2 separate regions of the Ovis aries genome follow, and region 2 is linked to region 1. A link is a contact called in public Hi-C data. All regions are on one chromosome and are shown on one strand. Each heading gives the region's core, a stretch centred on a gene start, on an enhancer-like site or on the middle of the called end of the contact. The rest is flanking DNA. Distances are from core to core; before and after follow the strand shown. Region 1 holds the start of SSBP2 (single stranded DNA binding protein 2). Region 2 holds the start of ATG10 (autophagy related 10).

The links. A called contact is a pair of places that touch in the nucleus more often than the background predicts.
Region 2: a Hi-C map of hypothalamus shows a contact between it and region 1, with 6 times the contacts expected there. The contact joins the promoter of ATG10 here to the promoter of SSBP2 in region 1. A contact is called at or near these places in 3 of 16 Hi-C or Micro-C datasets (hypothalamus, muscle and skin fibroblasts).

The regions. Positions count from the first base shown.
Region 1 is chr5:79,278,166-79,281,014 of ARS-UI_Ramb_v3.0, reverse strand. It overlaps SSBP2 (single stranded DNA binding protein 2), which reads left to right and starts at 1,528. Exons shown (of 16, transcript XM_042250727.2): 1 at 1,528-1,595. The coding sequence starts at 1,534.
Region 2 is chr5:79,487,320-79,490,019 of ARS-UI_Ramb_v3.0, reverse strand. It overlaps ATG10 (autophagy related 10), which reads right to left and starts at 1,366. Exons shown (of 7, transcript XM_060415984.1): 1 at 1,327-1,366.

The DNA of each region.
Region 1 (2,849 bases), core at 279-2,778:
GACCCTACTACTAAAAGTTTAAAGCTGCATGTGAGGAAAAGAAAGGTACCTTTCTCTATTTGAATGTTATTTCCTCTCCCCTCCCATAGCTGTTCCGGGTCTTTTTATCCTTCCTTGATGTTTTCCCCTATCTGACCCCCAGCTGCACCCCACTCCCCCTGTCACTCCCTATTTGATGCCCATCTCTTCTTTTTAAACGTGTTTGCACTCTGTCTCATTTTACATCCAAGGATCTCCACAAGATAAAGGATGGAGTTCAGTTGGGAGCCAGGTTGTGTGTGTTTTCAGAAACTTTTTTGCCTTTACTGAAATGGGATTGGGGCCTGGGATCCATGAATATTCTTGGGCAGCGTTTCAGCTCTGGCAAAAGCTTTGTACACCTTGGAGCACGGCTGGGGCCTATTCTGACGGACAAAGACAGGGATGTTTTTAAAAGCCTTCTACGGTCCTTTCCACTCCAAAGGTCAGGATGAGTTGGCATCAACGCCCCAGGCTAGAGAGGCAGGCCAGGTGGGGATACCCGGGACCCTTTTCTGCAGTACGTCTGGCATGTCGCGGGGCTCTGATCTTAGGAGAACAAGGTGGGGGCCACTGAGGCCCCAGGAGTCACTGGGCCACCTTTTGGAGGCAGGCTCACCTCTAAAGAGAGGAGCCAGGCCCGAGGCCGAGTGCTCCCCCGCGCTGCAGGGCGCGGCCCCAGGAGCCAGGCGACGCCACCCCAGCGGCGCCAAGGGCCGCAGGCACAGTCCCTCCAAGGAGGGAAGGCGAGTCGCTCCCAGTCGCTCAGCCAGAAGGTCGAGGGAACAGTGCGCGTGTCCCCCGCCAGCCGGCCCTCTGGGAGCTGGGCGGGGGCGACACCGCAGGGAGTAGGGCCGAGGACCGCAGAGATCAATCCTGGGTACCGGCGCGGGGTCACAGACAGGAGAGGAGCGGGAGAAAGGGGCTGGTGGGGGAGGCTCCCCAGGGCGGCTGGGGCCGTAGATCTGCCTGTGTACTCGGCGGGCGCCCTGAAGTCTGGGGCCGCGGCCGCTCCGGCTCCGCCAGCTCCTGCCAGAGACTCCAGGCCGCACTTTCCCCTCCTCCCGGCGCCTTCTCTCCAGTGAGGAGCCGAGCGCGGGCGGTGCGGGGGGAGGGGCGGCGTTGGAGGGAACAGCCAGTTGTTTAAAATCCTTCTAGAGCAGTTTCTAATTCCCCCCTTGCGCCGGGGTTCGGAGGGGGGAGGCAGGGAGAGGAGCGGGAGGAGGGAGGAGAGCGGAGAGGGAAGGAGGGAGGGAACCCGGGAGGGAGGGAAGGAGGGAGGAGACTGCCGCTTAGGCTGTAGCCGCCGCCGCGCGCTTCGGCAGGCCGGAGGGAGTCGAGGGGGGGAAGGCCTGTCAGTCTCGTGCGTTGCCTGGGCGAAGGGGGCGGAGCTTTGGCGTGGGGCGGCCAATAGTGGGGGTGGCTGCGTGGGTCGCCATGGGGACGGGGCTGTTCCCGGGGAGGCTGTGATGGGTTGACAGGTGCGTGACAGTGGGAGCTGCTCTCGGCACAAGCATGTACGGCAAAGGCAAGAGTAACAGCAGCGCCGTCCCGTCCGACAGCCAGGCCCGGGAGAAGTAAGTGTCTCCGCTTCTCACCCACCTCCGCCTTCTCACGCGCGCACACACACACACACGCACGCACTCGCACACTCTCTCGGAGACACCCAGACACACAGACACTCTCTGCCGGGGGAGAGCCGGGGGGTGGGCTGGCAGGGGGAGGGGTGCGCGAGGTGGGGGGCGTGCGGTGCTGGGAGCGGCTGTTTCCCAGGAGGGGCTCGCGCGGGGCTGGCGGCCGTGGGGTCTGGCGGGAGGGAGGGAGCGAGTGTGTCGGGGGGCGGCGGCGGTGCCGGTGGCGGGGATGGAAACTTGTTTGGGTGATTGAGGGAAATAACCCGCGGGTTCACCTTCTCGCAAAGTAACTTTGGAGCTGGGGTCCGGGGCTGCGGGGAGCGGAGAGCCTCCGGGGGTAGAGGTTGGGCGAGAGGGGGCAGCTGCGTGGAGGAGGCCACGCGGAGGGAATGTGGGTGTTCGGTGGGGGCGGGCCGGGGTCGGGGCGGGCTGCTCGAGGGGCGCCGCGGCGGGGGGCTCGGGCGCCGGGGCCGGTTGCGCCTGGCAAGGCGAAGGCAGCGGGGCCGGGCGCGCGGCGGGCGGAAGCCGGGCGTGGAGCGGTCGAGCGGGGCCCCGCTGGGCGCGGAGACGCGCGCGGGGCGCGGAGGGCGTGTGCGGGGCGTGGGCTGGGTGGGCGTCGGGGCTTTCCTGGTCCGGAGGAGGGACGCCGCGTTCGCAGCCCTGTGTGCCTCGCAAGCCTGGGGCAGGGGGCGTCAGGGGCGCCGCTGAAGTTTGGGAGTCAAAGGACCGAGTTCCTGGGGAGGAAAAGTGTGCTGGCGAGAAGCGGGAGCTGCTGGGGTAGGCTGGCGTTTCTGCCGCTCGCAGTCGACCCAACTCGGCGGCGGCGGCGGCGGCGGCTGGAGAACTTTTTTTTTTTTTTGGAGACTTGCAGCCTCCCAAACGTAGAGGGCCGTGGCGGTCCGGGCGGCGAGCGGGGGTCGCGGGGAGGACTAGCGGTGGGGGCCGCGGCCGCTGGCGCGAGGAGGGCTGTCTGCGGTGGGGAGGGGGCAGTGGTCCGAACCCGGACTTGCAGGAAGGGTCGAAGCGTGGAGACGGGGAGGAGTTAGTTGTTTGGTCGGTGTGGCGAGGAGATACAGGTGTTAACTCCGGTGGGAGCCCAGGGGAGGCTGGCGAGAAAAGAGCCCCTCCCGGCCTGGGATGCCACCGTCACGGCACGCTGCGAAGCAGGGTTGTTTGCTTCTATTCTTACGTGCTTGT
Region 2 (2,700 bases), core at 117-2,616, 210 kb before region 1:
ATTGAGGGCAGGAGGAGAAGGGGACGACAGAAGATGAGATGGTTGGATGGCCTCACCGACTCAATGTAGGTGGGTTTGTATAGACTCCGGGAGTTGGTGATGGACAGGGAGGCCTGGCGTGCTGCAGTTATGGGGTCGCAGAGTCCAACACGACTGAGCGACTGAACTAACTGAACACATCTCTAGGCTTCAAAGATATCAATTATTAAATCAAGCCCAGTCTCAAAGAAATTACTTATATAAACTTTAACCTACTTGTTTTTCCTAAGGGGTTGCTTATCATTCTCAGAAATTTAACAGCTCATTTTGTAAATGTCCTATTTTGTCCATATTTGACCCTTCAGAAGCAAGGATAGGTGGAGTACTACTCAGAGCCTATGCTTTCCAATTCTTTAAAGTATGCTTTTACTACTAAAGAGTGAGGCCATTGTCAAAGTGTAATATTTGAAACGTTATAAACACGATTCATACAAAGTGAGCCCGTGGCAAAAACTTACTGAATTCATAATGAAGTAACAAGCTGAATGGAAAAAATTATTTTAAAAAATCTTGGAAATAGGGCAATAAAACTATAACCTTCAGCGTAATATTTTTTTCTCCCAGTCAGAAGTAATTTGCATCTCCATTAGAAAAAAAAAAAAACAAAACAAAGTAACTGCAAAGCTTGGGCCCTAATCAATACTATGTCAAGCAAAAGTATAGTTCCCTAGATAATTGAGTCTCTAACAGGTGGGCCTATTAGACAAGGTTCTACTTTGAAAAGACAGTGTAGCAATCCCTTTGCCTTTTGGAGGATGTTTATCATAAAAGGTTGGCTCTATAAATCAGGTAACTAACATTCCTTTATCCCGCCCATCTCCCAGTCATCATTTTAGATACTATGAGTAGACAGGTTACTTGGAAGAAAAATTCCTACTACTTAAAGAATAATAATTCCTTCAGGTTAAATACTACTTGACTAATGGAATACCAGTACATTAATATCCTTTGTTTCAAGATTAGGAGGCAAAGACATTCTAAATGGGGACTGGCTTTAAACCCGGGGTAAGAACTACCTAAGTAGAGGGTAAGGTCACGATGGTGGCCCAGGAGTGGGGTCCAGACCCGGGGGCAGCTGGTCCCCACGCCGCGGTTCCAGCGTGACCCGGCCTGCATTTCACTGGCGGGAGCCCCGCGTCCCCGCCCTTTTGTTCAGGGCTGGGCTGTTTCCCGCCCACCCCCGCCCTCCCTCGCCCTCCCTTCTCCCCCATCTCAGGAGTTGTGTGACGCCCGGGCAAGCAAGTGAGCGGGGAAGAGACTGCCGGCAAAAGCTGTGGGAATACTCACCCCGCTCCGCTCGGCCCCAGACCCGGCCGCCCAACCCAGCGGGGGCGGGGCGACGGAGCTGGGGGAGGGGAGCTGGGGTGAGGGCCCCACCGCCCAGCCAGCGATCGCGAGGACCAAAGCATTGGGCCCCCGGGGGCAAACGGGGCTGCGGCAAAGGAGCAGAGCCAACCAGCAGGGACGCCCGCCACTGAAAGAGCCCTAGCCCGCCCTCAGCGCCGTCGCCTGAGGCGACTCAGAGGGAGCATGCGCACTGCATCTCCCGCACACCCCGGGACCTGGCTTCCGCCGGCGGCTGACGTCGTGGGCCGCGTGCGTCTGGACCGGGCCGGGGGGCGTGACCTCCCTGGGGTTTCCAACGGCCGCCGCCGAGGCTCCGCCCCGCACCTGACTGGCCTCGAGAACCCAAGGAGGCGGTGGGTTATCTCAGCGCGGCACAAAGGAGGCACATTGAGAAAGGGGCGGGGTTGTCAGCGACTTCAAGAGTCTCTGCATATTCTCCTCCAACAAACAACCAGATATCTAGAAAATAAAAGGATGCCGAATGGAGAAAGGTAGGGCAAGAACGGAGCTGAACCATTCAGTGCGCTTAAAGTGTTCTCAGAGGTTGGAGAACCGTGCCGGCTCTCAAAACACACACTGTTCAACTACTGTGAGCACAATTAAGCACTAGCACGACCACCTTTAAAACTTGCGGACCGATATAGAAGTTAGGGACTGGAGAATTGACCATAGTACCGTCTGGCACAAAGCTCAAGGGAGAAAAAACTAGCTGCAGAATTAAATTGGGGCCCGGGGTGGTGGAATAAAAAAAAAAATAGAGAAAATGCAGGGAGTAACAGGGGTGATCCAACTGAAATACTGAAAATGCAACGGCAGACATCTGAGGGAAAACTAGCATCTGCTCATTTTAACACGGCAGAATTAAATTTGTGTCAAAAGAAATGAGTAAATACAGGCAAAGAAGTGAAAGGAAAACCTGCCTTCAAACATACAGAGCATGGTGTTGATCTTGTACCACAGTTATGTAAGATGTCACCACTGGAGAAAGTTAGGTGTTGAATGCTCAGAACTCTATGTACCATTTTTACAATTTCCTGTGAGTTTACAATTATTTCAAAGTACTGTGTGTGTGTGTGTGTGTGTATCGCTCAGTCGTGTCGACTCCGTGCCATGGACTATAGCGCGTCAGGCCCCTCTGTCCATGGAATTCTCCAGGCAAGAATACTAGCGTGGGTAGCCGGTCCCTTCTCCATGGGATTTTTGTGACCCAGGGACTAAGCCAGGTCTCTCACATTGCAGGCAGCTTCTTTATCATCTGAGCCAAAAGGGACAACCCTGATCAGTGGTAATCAGAGGAAGGAAATGACTAAAAAG